Regions from separate parts of the Mus musculus genome. Here regions 1, 2, 3 and 4 are each linked to region 5. A link is a contact called in public HiChIP or PLAC-seq and promoter capture Hi-C data. All regions are on one chromosome and are shown on one strand. Each heading gives the region's core, a stretch centred on a gene start, on an enhancer-like site or on the middle of the called end of the contact. The rest is flanking DNA. Distances are from core to core; before and after follow the strand shown. Region 1 holds the start of Usp7 (ubiquitin specific peptidase 7). Region 2 holds the start of Carhsp1 (calcium regulated heat stable protein 1). Region 3 holds the start of Mettl22 (methyltransferase like 22). Region 4 holds the start of Pmm2 (phosphomannomutase 2). Region 5 holds the start of Emp2 (epithelial membrane protein 2).

Region 1 (3,436 bases), core at 902-3,401, 1.6 Mb after region 5:
GGTGGCAACAGCCTTTACCTGCTGAGCCTTTTGCTGGCCCCAAGTAGAGTGGAAAATTTTATACCTGACCTTGTACGGGGTTGCAGTCAAATACAAAATTCTGTATAAGATTATGTATAAGGTATCTCAGAAATATATGGATTTTACCTTGATTTGGGTTCTGTTATCAAAGATACCTCCTTTTATGTACAGTCAAAAATTCCCCAGACTGAGATGTGAAACACTTCTGGTTCCAGGCACATTAGATAAAAGATACAGAACCATCTCTCCTTTATCCACTTTGGGTTTTTTCCCCCTTTAAGTAAAAAAAAAAAAATTACATGTACATATATTTATTTGAGTGTGTGCGCTTTTGCAGCATGCACAGTGGAAACCAGAGGCCAACTTGCTGGAATTCAGGTCATAGGACTTGGTGACAGCACCTTTGCCCACTCTGCCATTTTGCTGGCCTCTGTTTAGGTTTTGAACTTCAGCAAGGGAAGTTGGGTTGACTGGTGTCCTAAGGCAAGATAGCAAATTGTTGCATTTTTTTTTTCCTGGACTAGCTGGTTATTTTCCTTGCAAGTCATGAAGTGCTAGAAAAGGCTCTTTTTTTATTATTACTAATTAATTTTTTGTGAAAGCAAGTTGTTCAATAGTATTTGCAGTACGACTATCCCAACCCCCTGCACCCAACTCTGGGTGACCTTGGGAAGGAGGAAGGGGCAGGTTTCTGGTGAATCAGGTGCCTTTGGGACCTGGTAGGAGGAAGTTCCTTGATGGGAAGCGTTCAGGCCAAGATGTTCTTGTTTTGTTGTTGATTTGTTTGAGTCCTGGTTGGCTTGGCCATGCCTCCAATTCGAAGAGATCCTACTGCCTCAGCCTCTGCCTCCGCCTCCCAAATTCTGGGATTAAAAAGGCATGTGCTACCCCCCCCCCCCCAAGTCAGTTGGCGCTTAGGCCTTAAATCAATCAGATTTTCCCTCTTCAAATTTCTTGTATTGAAAAGTTCGCTTTTAAAAAAATTTGACTCCTAAAACTTAGAAAGGTAGACGCAGGAGGATCAGGTGTCCATCAAGCACCATGAAAAGTTCCAGGCCAGCTTGGACTACCCGAGAGACTCTTTCCCAGTGGACGATCGTGGCCAACCTGATCTCCTAGAGAGGAAATAAATGAATGCTGGGATAGGTGAGAGCCGAAGGACTACACTTTGCCTTATTGGATCTAGGGTGCAAAAGAGTTAAGTTTCCCACGTATTTGCCCGGGTGAGAATCCCGGGGCCGGTTACGGGCCGTAAAACGGCGCCGCGCCTTGGGCTCCTTGTCCAGCCCAGTTCCCGCGAGCACCCCTACCCTCAGCCGGAGCCCCGCGGCCCTGGGCTGCGCTCCGCTGCCTCACAGAGGAGACCCCGGCGCCCCGCTCCAGCAGGGCTGGCGGGCGGGCGGCCGGCGCGCGGGGTGGGTGCTCCTCGGTGGCGGCGGGCGGGCCGCTCCCTGCTCCGCCTCCCGCTCCGCCTCCCGCTCCGCCCGCCGCCCGCCCTCGTCTCGTTCGCTCCGCTCTCGCCCCCCATGCGGATGTGACATTTCACGCCGCCGCCATTTTGAGAGCGAGCTGAGCCGAGCCGAGCCGCCGGGCGCCGCGTCCGCTGCCGGAGCCCCGACGACGACGCCGAGGAGGCGGAGGCCTCAGCGCCCCGAGCGCGGCCAGCCGGTCACCCGCCCGCGCAGCCTCAGCGGTCGCCGCCGCAGCCCACACCCGGGCCCGCAGGCTCGCCGCGGCCCGCCCGGCCTCCAGCCTTCCGCGCCCGGTCCGAGGCGGGGCTGACTACGCGGCCCCCGCCCGGCCGCCCTCCGCCCCCGGCCGGCCCGCGGCCCCGCAGCCCCGGCCCCGGCGGCGGGAGGCGGGCCCTGCGGCGGCGGCGGCGGCGGCGGCAGCGGCGGCCGCAGCGAGCGAGGAGGCCGCCCGGCTCGGCCCGCCGCCGCCCGCCCGCCTCGGCGCCGAGATTGGGCGAATCGCGAGCAAGTACGTGCGCGTCTCCCTGCCGCCGCCGCCGCCGCCGCCGCCCGCCGCGGGCCGCCCCGGGGCCGCCGCCGCCGACGACGCGCGGGTAGGAAGAGGAGGAGGCCGCCCCGCCGCCGCCGCCGCCGCCGCCTCTGCTAGCAGCCGCCCGCCCGCCGGGCCCGCAGCCCGGGCCTCCGGCCGCAGGCGAGGCCCAGGCCGCGGCCGACATGAACCACCAACAGCAGCAGCAGCAGCAGCAGAAAGCGGGCGAGCAGCAGCTGAGCGAGCCCGAGGACATGGAGATGGAAGGTGAGGCCCGCAGCGGGGCCGGCGCTTTCATTGTGGTCCGGGCGGCCGCGGGAGCCACGCGAGGGCCTCGCCATCTTTAACCAGGCCGGGCTGCCGCTCGGCCCCGCTCGGCCCGGCGCTTTTGCCGGGCCGGGGCTGCACAGTCATGCGGCCCGGCGGGGGGTGGCCCCGGACCCCCGAGTTCACGCATTGTGCAGCGCACGGGCTGCTGGGCACAAAGCGCCGGAGTCGTAAATTAGGATCGAGGTGTGTTGGCTCCGGGTACCCAGGTTGGGAGGCGGGCCCCGGGGACCGTCCTCTTTCCGGGGTGTGTGGCTCTGGCCAGGCTGGTTGGGCCTGCTCCCCGGCCCCTGAGCTCTTGGGGTGGGTATGGGAGCGGGTGCGCAGGTTCCCCTGCACCTGCTTCTGAACGCGCCCCCGGAGAGCCTCCCCCCAATAACTTCCGAGCGCTCTGCCGGGCGTCGCGCTTAATTGCGGAGACACCTGCAAGGCGCGCAGCTGCCCTCAGCCTTTGGACTTGCTGGGAAAGTACTCAGGTTCGCCTAGTTTATAAGTTACCTGGGCTTGTGGAGGAGTTTGGGTACCTGGCTGTAGGTGGTGCCGTCCACGTCCGGCTAAAAAGTGTGCTTGAAACTATGGAGTTCCGCCGCACATGGCTGGCCTACTGCAGAAGCAGATTAAGTTCTGGAGGTAACTATGTTTTCTACCGGAGCCGCAGGAATTTATCTTGGTACTGGATTTTATACTGTTTGTAGAGCTTCGCTATCAAGGTTTGCTGTGAAAGCGCAGTGGAGGGACTCTGGCTTCGGGATCTCATGCTGGGTTGGTCATTTTCTTTTCTTTTGACTTGGTACTTTAAGTGAAGGCAGTATGCGCGGTTACCTGCCCTAAAGGGGTCAGACAGGCAGGAATCCCAGTGAGGGGCAATGAATGGACCGTTCAGCAAGTGATAGTGGCTTTCATAAATGAATGAAGGTTCCTAGGAAGTTGGGGTAAAACTGTATTTGTTGTGTATGATGTAGCATGCTCTAGGCTAGGAATACTGACTCTTGACCCCCCCTGTGAATAACTTGATGGTGATCAGTGGGAATCAAACAATTGTCTGACCATGCAGCAGAGGGAAAAAGGCCCTAGGGGGCCGGGGGAA
Region 2 (3,909 bases), core at 169-2,668, 1.6 Mb after region 5:
AAAAAGCTTGTGTGACTATATACTTCAGTCTCCTCGTGGGCACGTGCCTGGGCATCTGTCTTTTTTTTTTTTTTTCCTTCCTGAATGGTGACTGTACCATTTTCTAGTCCCCCTGCCAGAGAGCCGAGGGAGCCCTTCTCTTTGCCTGAGGAGTTGGCTTTCTTGATTTTGATGGTTCAGCATGCCCTGGGGGTAGGTCTAGAGGGTCTCAGTAGGGATGAGCTATCTCTTGGAAGACTGGGGGCTGCTGCCTACCACACCTACAGGGAACCTCTTTCCCACACCTAGGAAATATGAATTTGACCCTGGGGGGGGGGTCACGCTGAGGGCTTGCTCTCTTTGTTGGCCATGGAGATAGATCACAGCATGTCTCTGTGCCTCAGTTTCCTTTTCTGAAAATTGGAAGAAACACCATTTACTTCCACAGATAAAGTATCTTAAGGGTTTCTATTGCTGCCATGAAAACACCATTGATCAAAAAGCAAACTGGGGAGAAAGAGGTTTATTTGGCTTACACTTCCATGTTTCTGTTAATTATTGAAGGAAGTTAAGACAGGAACTGGGCAGGAGCTGATACAGAGGCCATGGAGGACAGCTGCTTACTGGCTTGCTCCTCATGACTTACACAGCCTGCTTTCTTATAGAACCCAGGACCACTAGCCCAGGGATGGCTCCACCAACAACCAGCTGGGCTCTTTCTTCATTGATCACTAATTGAGAAAATGTCCTATAGTTGGATCTCATGGAGGCATTTCCTCAACTGAGGCTCCTTTTTCTCGGATGACTCTAACTTGTGTCAAGTTGACACACAAAACCAGCCAGTACATAAAGCTTCAGGGATTCAGTAGAAATAAAAATTGAAAAAACATGGGGTTGGTGCCCACACCCATCTCAAATCCATTAGGGAGTCTGAGGCTATCCTGTCTCAAAATCAGCCCACGAAGAATAAATCAATTAGACAATAGAAAACGAACAAAACAACTCCTCCCTCCTCTCATTTTTATATTTCCCTTTCTGTCTCTCGCCTTCCTTCTATCTCTTAATTCTTGAAAAAAAAAAAAAAAAAGGCGCCCGCTTATCTCGAGTCAAGGGCAGGTTGGGGCCGGACTTGTGCTGGGGAGTGGCAGGCACAGCACGCCGAGACCCGATTGTGCCACTTTCCCGGGCACCGGGCCGGCACTGGGCGCCCGCAGACCCGCGAGTGGCGGGGAGAACACCTCCAGCCGCTGCCGAGTCCCCGGCTCCCGCCCGCGGGGCATCAACACAAAGGTCCTGCGGCAGCAGCTGTGCCGCGCTCCTCCTCCCCGACCAGTCCAAGGTCCGGGCCGCGCGTCCATTGGCCCGGAGCTCCAAGGGGCGTGGTCTCACACTCCGCCCTGCCCCGCGGCCACGCCCCAAGTCCCCGATCTTTTCTTGCAGTCGAAGAGCAGCAGCTGGAGGAGTAGGACGTGTCGCCAGGTAAGTGGCTGGTCCTGGGACCCTAGGGATGGGCGTGATGGTGCGCGGGATCTCTGGAGCCGCGGGGACGGGGCCGAGGCCTGCTCTGCACTTTGCTTCCCCTCTGTGGGGCCTTCTCGTTCTCCAGCTCCGTGATGGGTGCCCCCCCACCCCCACCTCCGGGACGTGCTCCAGTCGCCCGGGCTAGTTTGGGGAGCGCGGGTTACTCACCGTCCCCAAGGGGAGACGGGTGGGTGTGGCCACAACACCGATACTTGTCTGACTTCGGTTAGTACTTCTCTCTGGGCCACCTGTTTTTTGAGCGTAGGAGGCGCGCCCTCTGCGTTTTCTGGCGGGCTGGAGGTGCTGGAGACTCGCGGCTAGAGGAAGGCGGAGCTGTCCTCGACGGCCGGGCCTCGCCAGCTGCATGCTGGGCGGCGGGACAGTAGCCAGGCCCGGAGAGGGGGAACCGCCCTGACCCCTCGCGGTTGGCTGCCTGTAGGGAGGAGGAGCGGCAGGGCGCGCTCGCTTGGTGTTTGCGCCAGGATGGGGGCCTTAGGGCACAGAGGAAAACTTCACCGGGACTGGCGGTCCTGTTTACAGGCCGGAAATGCAAGGTTGGGTTTTGCTTTTTGTTTAAAAAAACCAGGCTCTGAGCTCACAGTTTTCTGAGGTTGCAGTTTAGGTCTGTGCAGGGTCAGCTGTAGATTCCCACTTCTCCTTCAGGGCCTGGATTCTGAGAGATGGAGGTGCCCCTTTGCAAAATAGGAGACCCCCCCACCCTTCCCCGCCGATTGGAATAGAGGGAGCTGGCTAGCCTAAGTGTCTGGAGAAATAGGGGCTTTTTAAAAACCTTCCCCTCTTGACCATACTGTTACTTCTTGGTGCTTTTAGTATGTTCTCTCTCCAAGCTGAAGCCAGAGGGAGAGAATGAAAAATAATTGGTCATTAAACCAGTAGTGGTGGGTTATGCCTGCAGTCCCAGCACTGGGGAGGTAAAAAGGATTCAGGATTCAGGTTCAATCGTGGCTCCATAATTAGTTCAAGGCCAGCTGCGGTAAATAACTTCCTTCTCCTTCACAGCACTGGGGAGACTAAGACAGAGGAACTGTCCACAGCAAGATCCTTCAAACCACTTAAAAACTCGAATTACAATCTGTGTCCCATGTTCCTGTTCTTTGTCCTATTAGGCTCGAACTTTCCCACAGGGCCTTCTCTAGCGGCTTTGTGACTCTGACTGTTCATTGTGTCCCTAAGTGATCCTTAAGCCTCAGCTCAGCCATTCCCTGGTCTGGGACAGGGGTCTCCTCAGAGTTTGGCCTCCCTCCCCCCTATCATCGCCTCTTGGGTGACGACAGCCTGGTTGCCACTCTGTGCCCTTGCATCACCTCACCCTCCAGGGTGACCATGAGCTGAATTGGGGTCAGAGTAAGCTGACTTCAGCCCAGCCTAGGGTTGGGGGAGCTGGCTTTCTTAGTCCTGCGAATGCAAGGGGAAGACTTTGTGCCTCATATCTGGCAGCTGTGGGAGGGGAGGGTTCTCCTAGTGTGACTGTGCACACCTTAGGGCCACTATTGTTAAGCCCACCTTCTGCTCTGCAGTGTGGCTGGGACTGCCTCTATAGCTTTGAGCTACTGGGATTTGCAAGGTCCTTGTCAAACTGAGGCAGGGAATTAGTGGGTCTAGGAGAAGATGGAAACAATCAGGCTGGAAGGTGAGCAGAACTGGGGGTGGGGTGAGGCAATTCAGGGCTAGGAGGCCAAGAGGTCTCCTTGGCCTGCCCCGTGGGATGACGTTATTGGAAGGGACTGCTTTGGGTTTCTGGACTCTAATCTGGAGCTTCTAGCTTCCTGGCAGTTGAGGGGAGGGAGGCAGGGGAGGGGGCGTCCCAGCTGGGCTGTTGGAGGGACGGGTTGTCTCCTAATCCTGTACTGTTTGCTCTTCTGTGTTCAGAGGCCCCGCCCCTGATATCCCCCCCCCCCTACTCTCACTGAATTCTCTCTTCTCAGAACAATGGAGCAGCATGTGGCTGGCTAGCCTGGCTGCTGTGAGCCTCAACAGCACGCGCACGCACGAAAACACACACACACACACACACACACACACACACACACACACCCCTGCTCTTCTCATCCTGTGCCTTCCAGGATCCCTGTGTCCGTTTAGCTGATCAGTCTTAATCTTCCCTTGGCTCTGGGTTCTTTTCTGCTAGTCTGGCTGAGTTGGGGGTGAAGATGAACCTTGACGTCTCAGTTTGTATATGTGTTCCCCTACCCTCCCCAACGCCTGCATCTTGGGAGCTGGGCAGTTTCGCAGCAGCTGTCCCTCTGGGAATCCCTTAGAAAGGCAGACTTGGGGGCTTTTGGGAGCAGGTCAGTGCTAGAGCCAGAGATCCTGGCTTCCCAGAATCAAAAAGCAACCTTGGGCAGTCCCCAGCTAACTGACCAAGCAAAGACACGTTAACTCCACCCA
Region 3 (3,503 bases), core at 939-3,438, 1.8 Mb after region 5:
CATCTATCTAATAAGAGACCATATATTTAATAATGTATTATCTAGCAATCATCTATTAATACATATTATCTATCTTATCCAGTAAAGCATATTACCTACTATCTACTATCTATCTATCTATCTATCTATCCATCTATGATTTCTCCTTTGAATTCTCTTAAAAGTGAACTGAAGACAACATGACATTTTACTACTGAATTCTTTCATTACCTGTCTCTGAGGAATACTTTCCTATATAACTATATACTACAATTAGAAACCATATCCAAGCCACAGTGGTTGCAAACAGGAAGGCTTTCCTTCCAACTAACTGTTCTACCTCACCACAGAGCACCAGCGGAAGTCTGACGGGCCTCGAAGCTGGGCAACTAGGTATAAACTCTGGTCCCCCACCTCCCAGCTACAGACCTCGGGGGGAATCACTTTCCTCTCTGGACCTGCTCTATCAGCCATATTGCCACCTTGCAGGAGTGTGGGAGTGGGGTGAGGTGTGGGAAAAGCTCTGAGCAGAGTCTTTGAATTACAACAGGTGTGAAATAGCGGCGACTTCTTTGCCACGAGGTTGGTTTCATGTGTTTGGCCCAAACCTGCCCTTCTCCAGTGCCTACAGGGACAATTCCTACGTGGTTGGTGTGCTTACGGTGAGTCAAACTCTTAGGAGCCTCCATTTGTTTTCAAACTGGAAGATGGAAACGGTTTAATTTTATTATCATAATTCAGATGTCTTCATGCTCTAACTGCCCACAGCTGGAGCTTTGTATATGGATGAGTGCCAGGGAACGGCAATGGCGCCAACCCAGAAAGTTCTTCTCCGAGTTTGCTTTGTTTCCCTCCACAGCATGATAAGCCAGCGAAAACGTAAGCGGGTAAGCAGGTGTGAACTGGGGCTGGGAATGAAACCAATGTGGGATTTCATGTGAATGAAATCAAAGAAGTACTCAGCCTTCAGCAAAACCACTGGCAACAAAAATCAGACATGATTCAGGCAGAGGAAACACAGCCTAGCCCTAACCACCTACTGGTTCGAGGTAGACTGGCTCCCCTAGTTCTGAATGGAAGACAAGATTTGGCTTTTGGTTTTGGTCCAAAAAATCCTCTCTGCCATCTTTGGGAACACTGACCATGAATAAGAGGATAGAATGTGTTGTTATGGTACACAAATTTACACCTCAGAGGATGCATGTTCATTGTTCATTCTGTAAGTGGGAATTATATGAGGACCAAATCGTCTAACATATAGGTGGAAAACAAATTCTCTACTAACCTCTGGTCGACTTCGTCTACTTAAAAGTATGAATGAAGCAGGTTTCCCAGGAAATGTGGCCTGAGAGAGAAGTCCCAGGTCATGAGCCTCCTTTAAGGGTTTCGCCTGGGAATCAGCATTCTGGAAATAGGGAGGCACTGAGGCCTGTGTGAGGATTAAACGTGACAACCGTCCCTTTCAGGGATCATCAGTAACTTGTAAGTAGCTACAGGATCATGTTTATAGAAAAGTGTCCCGGGGAGATGGCTAGAGACCTTGAGACAGTTTCTCTACTTAGAAAATGCATGGTATAGAGAGGTGTCCAGTTTCTCCTAGGTACTGCTGGAAAAGCAGTCCCAGGTTTCATGTTGCAAATTCATTCCGGTAGGGGAGCTGGCAGGTCGTCTAGGCAATTCCGAGACGGCAGAGTTGGATTCCCAAGAATTCTTCAAGGGTTACAGCCACTGTTATTCCCCAAACCAGTCTACCGGGGTGGACAGAACTCCCCTCCTCCCAGGCAGGTGGATGCACACCCACTGGACAATCAAAACTTAGGAGCTGGGAGAGGGAACGCCAGGAAGCTGGAGGGCGCAGGGCTCAGAGGTGCAGGAAAGGGCTGGCCACGCGCGCAGGGCGGCGTCAGCGGCTCCAGGGACCTCCTCCATTAGCGGCCAGTCACTCTGAAGAAGCCAGTCGCTAACCCGGCCTCTCCTTCCCTTCCTAATCCGAGACAGAGTGGGACTGCCTCACCCAGCACGGAAACCGAGACGTCCCATACAGAAAGGGAAACTGAGGCTGAGGGTTCAGACTTCAAGGTCGTGTAAGCTTGGCTCTCAAAGCCAAGATGCTCCCTGGGTTCTTCCCGGTCCCGCCCCCTCTCCCGGGCTCTTACCCGCCATGACACTGGTCTGAAGTCCCACGCGGAACCCTAGCCATGGGGCTCAGGAAGCCGCCATGACGGACAGCTTGCGCAGGCGCGGTCCAAGCGCCGGCTCGGGTCGCGCATGCGCACGCGGCGGCAGCCGCTAGCTAACACCTGATGCTCTCGCTCAGCCCTGTGGCGGCCACTGGAGGCTCAGCTGTCACCTGGTCGGATTGCTCATATGGCCGTCCAGAGTGGGGACGCCTCTGCACTTCGGTGTTTGGAATCCCTCCTGTAAAAAATTTAAATATGGCTAAGAATCTCAGCGGTGTAGAGAGCCCAGCACAAGAAAAAAAAGTTAAATAATTTGCTTTAAGTGTTAGAGTCATTAAAGATCAGAGTCCTAATAAGCTGTATTTAACCATTGTTCCTAAGTATGCCCAGGAAACAATTAATAGGCAAAAGCAGAAGACAAAAACATACAATGACCCACCCAAGTACATGTTTCGGGCACCGATAGGATATTTATGTTTAAGTAGAGTGCTATAGTTATGCATAGCTAAGCAGTCCTGGTCTGGGTATGGTACTGCCCATCATTGCTCCATCCTTTTTTTTTTTTTTTTTTTTTTTTTTTTTTTTTTTGGCTTCAATCTATCCTGCAAGGAGTTTTGAAAAGTTGTAATTCTCTTCCTGGAAGACAGTGACTCATCTGTTTGGTCCCTGGTATTAACCTTTATCTCCTCCCAGCTTGGGACTGTTGGGGAAAATCAAAATTTGGGGGTTGACTGTTTCAATAATCTGATAGCCAAAGGGAGGGGCACAAGTGTGTTACGTTTAGAATATCCTTATTCCGGCAAGGCAGGCAGGCTGGAGGATCACTCAGCCACTAAGTGGTGAGGATTCAAATTGGAGGGTGAGGGATCCGGAGTGTGTTAGCCAGCATGCCCCTTGTTTCTTCCCAGTGTTATGTATACCCTGCGTTTAGCATCCTTACAAGCAATTGGCAGGACTAACGGATCTAGTCATCAAGTCTCCAGTAACGATGATCCCGGATCTTTCTAAGTTGGAGTCTAGCATAAAATGAAATAGGACACAAATATTACACCTTAGGTAAACCTTATCCTGTTCAGAATGCTGAGAATGGTAAGTGCTTAAGGTTGGAGGCTGTATTTAGTCACTTATTTTTGTGGCTGTGATAAATACTCAGGAAAAACCACTTAAGGAAATAATGACTTCTTTTGTCTCATGCTTTCAGAAACCACCTAAGGAAATAATGACTTCTTTTGTCTCATGCTTTCAGAGGTCCAGCATTGCTAGCTCCATTGCTTTGGAACTGTGGGAGCTAGAGCACAGGTAATGGGAGGCCAAGCGCTAGACCCAAAGGCTCAATGACATATT
Region 4 (3,807 bases), core at 213-2,712, 1.7 Mb after region 5:
CTCAGGAGCTCACAGGCACTATGGGGAAACCTACTAGTGTTCTTTTTGTTAAATGGAAATCTTGTCAAATTGCCTTCTAAATATTTATGTTTATATCCATAGATTAATGCCACTCTCAAGCCTGGTAAGAAAAGTTTCTCTTTGTAGTGGCAGTGGTCAATGCAGACGCATACCTGGACAAAGTGCTAAGAATAAGTGCCCTTTATCAACCCTGTCCAGGCTCAGGGGACAGAAAGAATGTAAGAGCCAGAGGACGGGGAGGAGCGTGGCGAATGAAATGCTGTCTTCTGGACATTATATGGCTGTTGCCTGCATGAATTCAGCAACTGTGGTTCCCTGCACAAGATCAAGTCAGTTAACATTCCAGCATGGGTGATATGTTGCCCATCACTTGGGGTGTGTTAGTGTGTAGCACTAACTGGACTTAGTGAGGTATTAAAATAAGAATTTTAAAAAGGACATGAAAATGGAAGAGGGATGTGTGAGTAGGTGTTCCCCAGAGGGAGCACAGGAAGGTTGGGGGTGAATATGATCAGATACACTGTACACATGTAATTGCAAAGGAATAAAAAAATTAAAAAGATAAGACTCACATATCTAAGGTTACACACACTTAACATGGGCTTCTGGAACAGTCCACGAAATCTAAAAGGAGTGGGGCAGAGACACCCAAGCTATTTAAGCCCAGTGTCAAGTTTGAGTGATTTCTGCTCAACCACGAATTTGTGTATAGGAGGCAGAAAGAATGTCATCACCACAACGAAACCACACAAACTTATCTTTGGCCCTAACAGCAAAATCTGTTAGCGGAACAAAGTCCCATTGGATCCTTGATCCTTTCAGCAAACAGCCTATTACTACCTGGGTCCCCATTGCTGCAGGGGCTCACTTTTGAGGCCTGATCTGGCGAGGAACTGTCATGAATTTCAGTGATCCTCACCAAAACATCCCAAGCAACAGGCAATGCCCCAGTTAAAGTGGCTTCAAGGGCTCCGAGAAAGATTTGCTGAAGGTCAGACGACTGAGAACCTGCCTTTGGTATATTAGAAGAGACAGCCAAAGGTGACAGGGCTGGGGAGGCGAAACAGCAGGTCAGAGGGCCGAGGCTGGAGTTCAAGCCAGGTCACCAGCCCCGAGGGCCCGAGAAGAAACTCAGGCCCGAACTTTCAGACTCTGAACACGTTTCCTACTCGGAAGGTTTTTTGGGGGCCCCCTCCCTGCGCACCCCACTCAGGACCCCGCTCAGGACTCGCGTCTCCTGGTTCCCGGACAGTCGTTACCGCGGTCTAGGGCAGCAAGGGCTCTGCTCCACCACCGCGAGCCTCCCGGGCGCCGCCTACCTGCCGCGGGGCAGTCAGGGTCCCATCCATGTCGAAGAGACAGAGAGTGGCCATTTCTCCAGTCAGAAACCTCGACCGCACCAGGAACTCTACCCGGAACTCTACCCGGAACTTCCGGGTCCGCTCCGAGCCCTGGAGTTCCAAGGCACCATGGGAAGATTCCCTAATGGTTCACAGAACACCGGTGGCGGTTACAAAATTTGAACTACAGTTCCCAAGCCATAGTAATTTTTTTTTTTTTTTTTGAATTAGCGCATGCGGGTTTTTAACCGCCCGCGCATGCGCCCTTCAACTTTCCGGTGACAAGTACAGCGTGCGTCCTGTAGCAGGCGGCGGGCTCATGGTAGGAATGTCAGGAGGGAACGCGCTCCCCGTCCCCGGTCGGGTCTAGGACTGGCAGGCAGGACGCCTGGGCTGACCATTCGGGAAACCGGCCAGTGGAAGGCCAGAGTCTATTAGCTTGGGCTGTTTTCCTGCTTTGTCCCGGGCCCTTGGGTCACGTGGACGGTCTGCGTCGCTGCCACTTCGTACGTACACACCCGGTTCAGAGCTTAAGAGCCGTGTCTCCCTCAGCGTATTCTGAGGTTTTCTTTGGAAGGGTGAAGAAGGATGCACAGCTAGTGTCCTCTTGACTCCAAAGCCCAGAATCTGCTCACTCCAGAGAACCACAGGCAGTGTGTTGAGGGCCTCCGTGCCTCACGTCTCTGCTTCCTTCCCAGACAGGTTAATGATACAAAGAGGTTCTCTGGCCGCGCAAGGCACTCGGAGAACTGCAGAGGTCCTGTGATAAGTACCCCACGGCTTTGTTGTGTGGGGTTCTGACACCGATTGATTTACCCCTTAAGGAAGGGCGGTCCTTCAAGTCCGCTGTTGCCCGGTCTCTAGTGAATAGCTGAAACGACAGGTTTTCTATGTTCATTTAGACCTGCCTAGGAGGAAGGGCCCGTCCGAGCTCCAGACTGCCCGTGTTTCCCTGTACTTGGGGCTGTGAGGTGGGGTGGGGGAGGGCTTAGGTTCTTAAAAATGTTTTTGTTGTTTTGTTTTAATCTTGTGTGTTTAGTTTGTGTGCATATGCTTGTGCTTTGGCATACGGGGCTCCAGGACGTACTGCGTGAGTAATTTCTCTTCCTTCACCGTGTTGGCCTGAGGGATCAAATTCAAGTTACCCGGTTTGGTACCAAGCACCTGTACTAGATGGGCTATCTCACTAACTGCGACTAGGGTTTTGTTTGTTTAGTTGTAAAAATGGGAGAAGGTACCTATTTAGAATAGAATTCCACCAAAAAAAAAAAAAAATTAAGTGTCTGGCTTTATCACTTTCCTCTGGAAGTCATGGTGACTTTCCAGGAGCGGTTGAAGCCCTTCTGGGAGATGCTTTGTCTTGTTCATTGTGTGATTAGCATGGGTGACTTCTGAAATGAACCTCTCTCTTCCAGGCTTTCCTCCTTCGAGTCGTGCCAAGGTTGCAGGGGCCCACTGCATGGAGGAGGCCTCTACAGGGACTATGGTGCTGCTCTGGGCAGGGGGATTCCAAAAGGTGGGTGGGGAGCAGGTCTCCCCACTCACGGGAGAAGTCACCAGGCACCGAGACCGAAACATTCCATACAATCTACCGGTTCCGAGCCATCCGAGCAATTGGGTTCCTCTCGCGGCTGAAGTTGGCCCAGACAGCTGTGACTGTGGTGGCCCTGCCCCCGGGCTTCTATTGCTACTCACAAGGCCTCATGACCCTCAGTTCACTGTGCCTTCTGGGTGGGGTCGCCAGCTTTGCCCTGGCCATGCTCTGTTGGATGAGCCACTTCTTCCGGAGACTGGTGGGCATCCTGTATGTGAACGAGTCGGGCACCCTGCTCCGAGTGGCCCACCTGACCTTCTGGGGCTGGCGGCAGGACACGTACTGTGCCGTGTCAGACATGATACCCCTGTCAGAATCCCAGGAACGGGTTCAGGATGTGTTTGTACGCATCCAGCAGTACAGTGGCAAGCAGACCTTCTACCTCACCTTACGCTATGGCCGAATCCTGGACAGGGAACGGTTCGCACAAGTGTTCGGAACTCTGGCCACACTGAAGAACAGCAAGTAGGCCTCTCATAGCCCTCGTTACACTTGGATTTTAGACAGAAGGCCTAGGACATGGATGAGACAAAGCTAATACCAGGGACTGGGCTGGTGCTCACTTTGTAGAATGCTTGTTTAGTGTGCAGGATGTGAAGCCCTGGGTTCAGACCCTAGCACTGCATAGAACAAGGCATGGCTATGCCTGCCTGTACTCAGAACTGGTGACACAGGCAGGTGGAGAAAAAGTTCAAGGTTGTTTTGGCCCAAAAAGGAAGCTTTAGGAAAAAGCCCTTAGTGGAACATAGGACATCCCATCATATAGTGGCGAGAAGTTTCTGTGAAGAGGCAGTTGTTGGAGGAGTGCTATGCCAAGGTCACTAAGGCAGACCGCTGCTGTAAAGCTGGGAG
Region 5 (3,464 bases), core at 516-3,015:
AGCTCAGCTGTCATCTTGACACAAACTCAGAGACACCTGGGAGAAGGAGACAGAGATTGAACAATTGCCTCCATCAGACTGGTCTGTGGGTATGGTGGTGGTGCATTTTCCTGACCACCATGTGGGCATGGCCATCCCTGGGTCCTTTCCCAGGTCCAGGTGGGCCTGGACTATATACGGTACTGAGCAAGTCAAAGGCCATAGTCATCAGCCTTCCTCCACAGTCTGCACCAGCTCCTGCCCCAGGTTCCCACCTGAGCTCTGCTTTTCCTGAAGTGTGAGGTGCAACCAATCCTTTCTTCTCTGAGTTGTTTTTGGACCTGGTGTTTATCACAGCAGCAGGGGCAGAGGATAATAAGGACACTTGCCACTAGATGTGAGGACCTGAGTTCTCTCCTCAGGATCTATACAGTGGAAGGTTCTCTCTGCTCTCCATGTGTGCTCTCCATACACACAAGCAAATAAGTAAGTGAACAAATGTAATTAAAAAAATACTGAAAACAGAAATAACTGATGTGGCAAGAAGGCTCTGACAGGTGAAGGCACTTGCTGTCCAAGCCTGGTGGCCTGGTGATCCTCAGGAGCATTGCCAAGAAGGAAGGAGAAAATCAGCTCTTCAAAGTGCATGCGCGCGTGCACACACACACACACACACAGAGAGAGGGGGGGGGGAGAGAGAGTGAGGAGAGAGAGAGAGAGGAGAGAGAGAGGGGGAGAGAGAGAGAGTGAGGAGAGAGAGAGGGGGGGAGAGAGAGAGAGAGAGAGAGAGGAGAGAGAGGAGAGAGAGGGGAGAGAGAGAGAGGAGAGAGAGGAGAGAGGGGGGGAGAGAGAGAGAGAGGAGAGAGAGAGGGGAGAGAGAGAGAGAGGAGAGAGAGGAGAGGGGGGGGAGAGAGAGAGTGAGGAGAGAGAGGGGGGGGAGAGAGAGGAGAGAGAGGGGAGAGAGAGAGAGAGAGGAGAGAGAGGAGAGGGGGGGAGAGAGAGAGGAGGGGAGAGGGGAGAGAGAGAGAGGAGAGAGGAGAGGGGGGAGAGAGAGAGAGAGAGGAGAGAGAGGAGAGAGGGGAGAGAGAGAGAGAGAGGAGAGAGAGGAGAGAGAGGAGAGAGGGGGGAGAGAGAGAGAGAGAGAGGAGAGAGAGGAGAGAGGGGAGAGAGGGGAGAGAGAGAGAGAGAGGAGAGAGAGGAGAGAGAGAGGGGAGAGAGAGAGAGAGAGAGAGAGAGAGAGAGAGATTAAAAGTGCTTAAGAAAAGAAAAAGAGAAAGCAAGGATACAATGCCCAATTGAGATCACAACTTGGATCCTCTATATCAAACTTCTCAGGCCTGGCCAGGCTTGAAGGAATCTTAAGACTGGTCCTTATGGTGGTCTTACTTCGGGGAAGGAATTGATTTTTCAGTTATGGCTTGGCTCATATCAACTCAGCCTCTCCAGGAGGCACCGAGTGTGGCCTTTAGGCCTCAGGACAAGGTCCCGCCACGCCTTCCTTTTCTATCATAGGAAACTGAGGCAGGAGAGATTAACAACCAGCTAAATTAGTAAGAGACAGAGAGGGCTGCTCGGAAAGAAGTGGAAATCTCAGGGTCCTGACCCTGCAGTCAGGAGAAGAGGGGCGGCAGAGATGAGAAGGGCAGCGATGATCCCAGCAGGAGACTTCCAGCTCCCTCGAACTTTACAGAGTGCTGCTGGACGGCCCAGCAAGGGGAGGTGGGGGGGGGGGGGGCGCCCGGCCTCCCGTGGTCCCGCCCCCTGGATCGGCGGCTCCTGACATCACGGGCGGGCAGGGAGGCGGGCTAGGGAGAGGGCGGCAGGGAGGAGGCTCGGCAGCCCGGAGGGCGGAGGACGCCGCGCAGTCCCAGCCCCAAGCTTCAAAACAGCCGGCGCCTCGCCCCACGCGCAGCCCGCCACTGTGTCCAGACGCCCGTGCCCGGTGAGTTGGGGGCGCGACAAGGGACTGCGGTGACGTCGGGGTTCCGGAATGACAGGGAGCAGTGTGCCCTCTTTAGGAATCGGGACAGGCCAGGGGATCCGTGCTTGACGGGGAAGGGTTGGGGTGCGGTTCGTGCGGCAGTCCCGTTGCTCCTTCTCCAGATTTCTGTGGCGCAGACCTTCCCTTTGGTGCCCCCCAAGGCCACCCTGCCACCCCTGGGTGGCATTCGCCACCTTTTGCGTCCAAGTGGGCGGGAAAAGTCTGGGAAAGAGTCAGGGCGGATCCCCTCTCCACCATCGCTGGCCCAAAGCTCTGAACTCCAGAGTAGCCCACTTGTTGCCTGTTGTACTCAGCGTCTGATTCCCAAGCAGTACCAATCAGACAGGACCTGGTCCTCGGGTCCCTGAGGGCCGCGCACTCCTCCGGGTCTGGGCTCCGTGGCGCCCCACAGCGGCGAGGGGGCAGCTTCCTTGGGTTCTTAACGGTGTCCCAGCCTGGGGGGTAAGCTCCAAGGATGGCCCCCCTGCCTGCTCTTGACTACTGTGGCAGATCTGTGGGCTTTAAAGGGAAGAAGGGATGGCACCCATGATTCCACGGGAAAAGGAGGTATAACTGAGTGTGCATGCCAAGCTTGGAGAAGGACTGAAGCATCTAGGTTCAGTTCAGGAGGGTCCCACTACTATGAGGCATCTAGAACCTACAAGTTCAAAGGCAATCCAGAGTGGGTGGTGATCATTGCCAGGCGATGGAGATGGCTGGGATTTTGGACTATTTAACAGGTACAGATTTAATTGCGGATGATGGAACGTTTTGAGTATAGATAGTAGTGGGCGTCACTCAACATTGCTGGTTCATTTCAGGCCATGTGCTTGTAGAATTACAAATGGTTTACATCATAAATGCTGTGCTCTTACCACAATGAGAGGCACAAAAGACGCCTCTAGCCGCCTCTGCTTGAGCATTCCGAATCAGAGAGAAATTCCAAAACCTAGACATGGAGGCTGACCACCTCTCCCTGGAATGTCACTTTCAAATAATGTAAGGGGTTCAGTAGGATGGATCCATGCAGGTTACAGGAGAGACCCAAGGGAAGAGAATGTGGAAGGCCAATGGGAGTATGCATTGGGCTTCTCCCGCCTCCTCCCAGAAAGCCTTATTCTGGGAGACACCTGGCCTAGAGACCTGGCAGAGTTAGCTACTCAAGGCTGTGAAGCCACACCTTCACCCTGTCTTCCCCGTGACTCCACTCATTCCCACCAGGAGATACCTCAGTGGGCTGCAGGAAATGGGGAGAGACCTTGTAAGAGGTGTGGGTCCCCTGCAAGGTATTGGGCAGATAGATACCCGGCCCACAGCCCAGGGAGGCACTAGGGGTGGCCAGAAAGTGCAGAACCTGTTTTTCCTCCAAGGGGTTTTGGATCTTTACCACCTCCACCCCCACAAGAATGGAGAATCAGAGAGAGCCGGTCACACAGCCTGGAGCCTTCTCTGTCCCTCAAATGCAGAAGCTGAGGTTGGCCTGCAATCTGGGCAAGGGTGTTTG

What was found. Promoter capture Hi-C pulls out the DNA fragments that hold promoters and counts their contacts. HiChIP or PLAC-seq counts read pairs in DNA pulled down with a chosen protein or histone mark.
Region 1: an HNF4G HiChIP or PLAC-seq map of pancreatic cancer cells shows a contact between it and region 5. The contact joins the promoter of Usp7 here to the promoter of Emp2 in region 5. A contact is called at or near these places in 2 of 39 promoter capture datasets (cranial neural crest and liver) and 1 of 115 datasets of contacts at active chromatin or transcription factors (pancreatic cancer cells).
Region 2: a promoter capture Hi-C map of liver shows a contact between it and region 5, with 4 times the contacts expected there. The contact joins the promoter of Carhsp1 here to the promoter of Emp2 in region 5. A contact is called at or near these places in 3 of 39 promoter capture datasets (liver and pre-B cells).
Region 3: a promoter capture Hi-C map of embryonic stem cells shows a contact between it and region 5, with 3 times the contacts expected there. The contact joins the promoter of Mettl22 here to the promoter of Emp2 in region 5. A contact is called at or near these places in 2 of 39 promoter capture datasets (embryonic stem cells and liver).
Region 4: a promoter capture Hi-C map of liver shows a contact between it and region 5, with 7 times the contacts expected there. The contact joins the promoter of Pmm2 here to the promoter of Emp2 in region 5. A contact is called at or near these places in 4 of 39 promoter capture datasets (the 3T3-L1 cell line, cranial neural crest, embryonic stem cells and 1 more) and 1 of 115 datasets of contacts at active chromatin or transcription factors (pancreatic cancer cells).

What each region holds. Positions count from the first base shown.
Region 1 is chr16:8,737,057-8,740,492 of GRCm38.p6, reverse strand. It overlaps Usp7 (ubiquitin specific peptidase 7), which reads left to right and starts at 2,151. Exons shown (of 31, transcript NM_001003918.2): 1 at 2,151-2,289. The coding sequence starts at 2,208.
Region 2 is chr16:8,669,662-8,673,570 of GRCm38.p6, reverse strand. Carhsp1 (calcium regulated heat stable protein 1) reads left to right here and starts at 1,418. Exons shown (of 4, transcript NM_025821.2): 1 at 1,418-1,458.
Region 3 is chr16:8,469,498-8,473,000 of GRCm38.p6, reverse strand. Mettl22 (methyltransferase like 22) reads right to left here and starts at 2,188. Exons shown (of 11, transcript NM_146247.1): 1 at 2,136-2,188. It overlaps Gm30012 (a long non-coding RNA gene), which reads left to right and starts at 1,850. Exons shown (of 5, transcript XR_384641.4): 1 at 1,850-2,058; 2 at 3,406-3,458.
Region 4 is chr16:8,635,362-8,639,168 of GRCm38.p6, reverse strand. Pmm2 (phosphomannomutase 2) reads right to left here and starts at 1,462. Exons shown (of 9, transcript NM_016881.3): 1 at 1,341-1,462. The coding sequence starts at 1,394. It overlaps Tmem186 (transmembrane protein 186), which reads left to right and starts at 1,458. Exons shown (of 2, transcript NM_025708.5): 1 at 1,458-1,683; 2 at 2,777-3,807. The coding sequence starts at 1,681. The coding sequence ends at 3,424.
Region 5 is chr16:10,312,269-10,315,732 of GRCm38.p6, reverse strand. Emp2 (epithelial membrane protein 2) reads left to right here and starts at 1,765. Exons shown (of 5, transcript NM_007929.2): 1 at 1,765-1,921.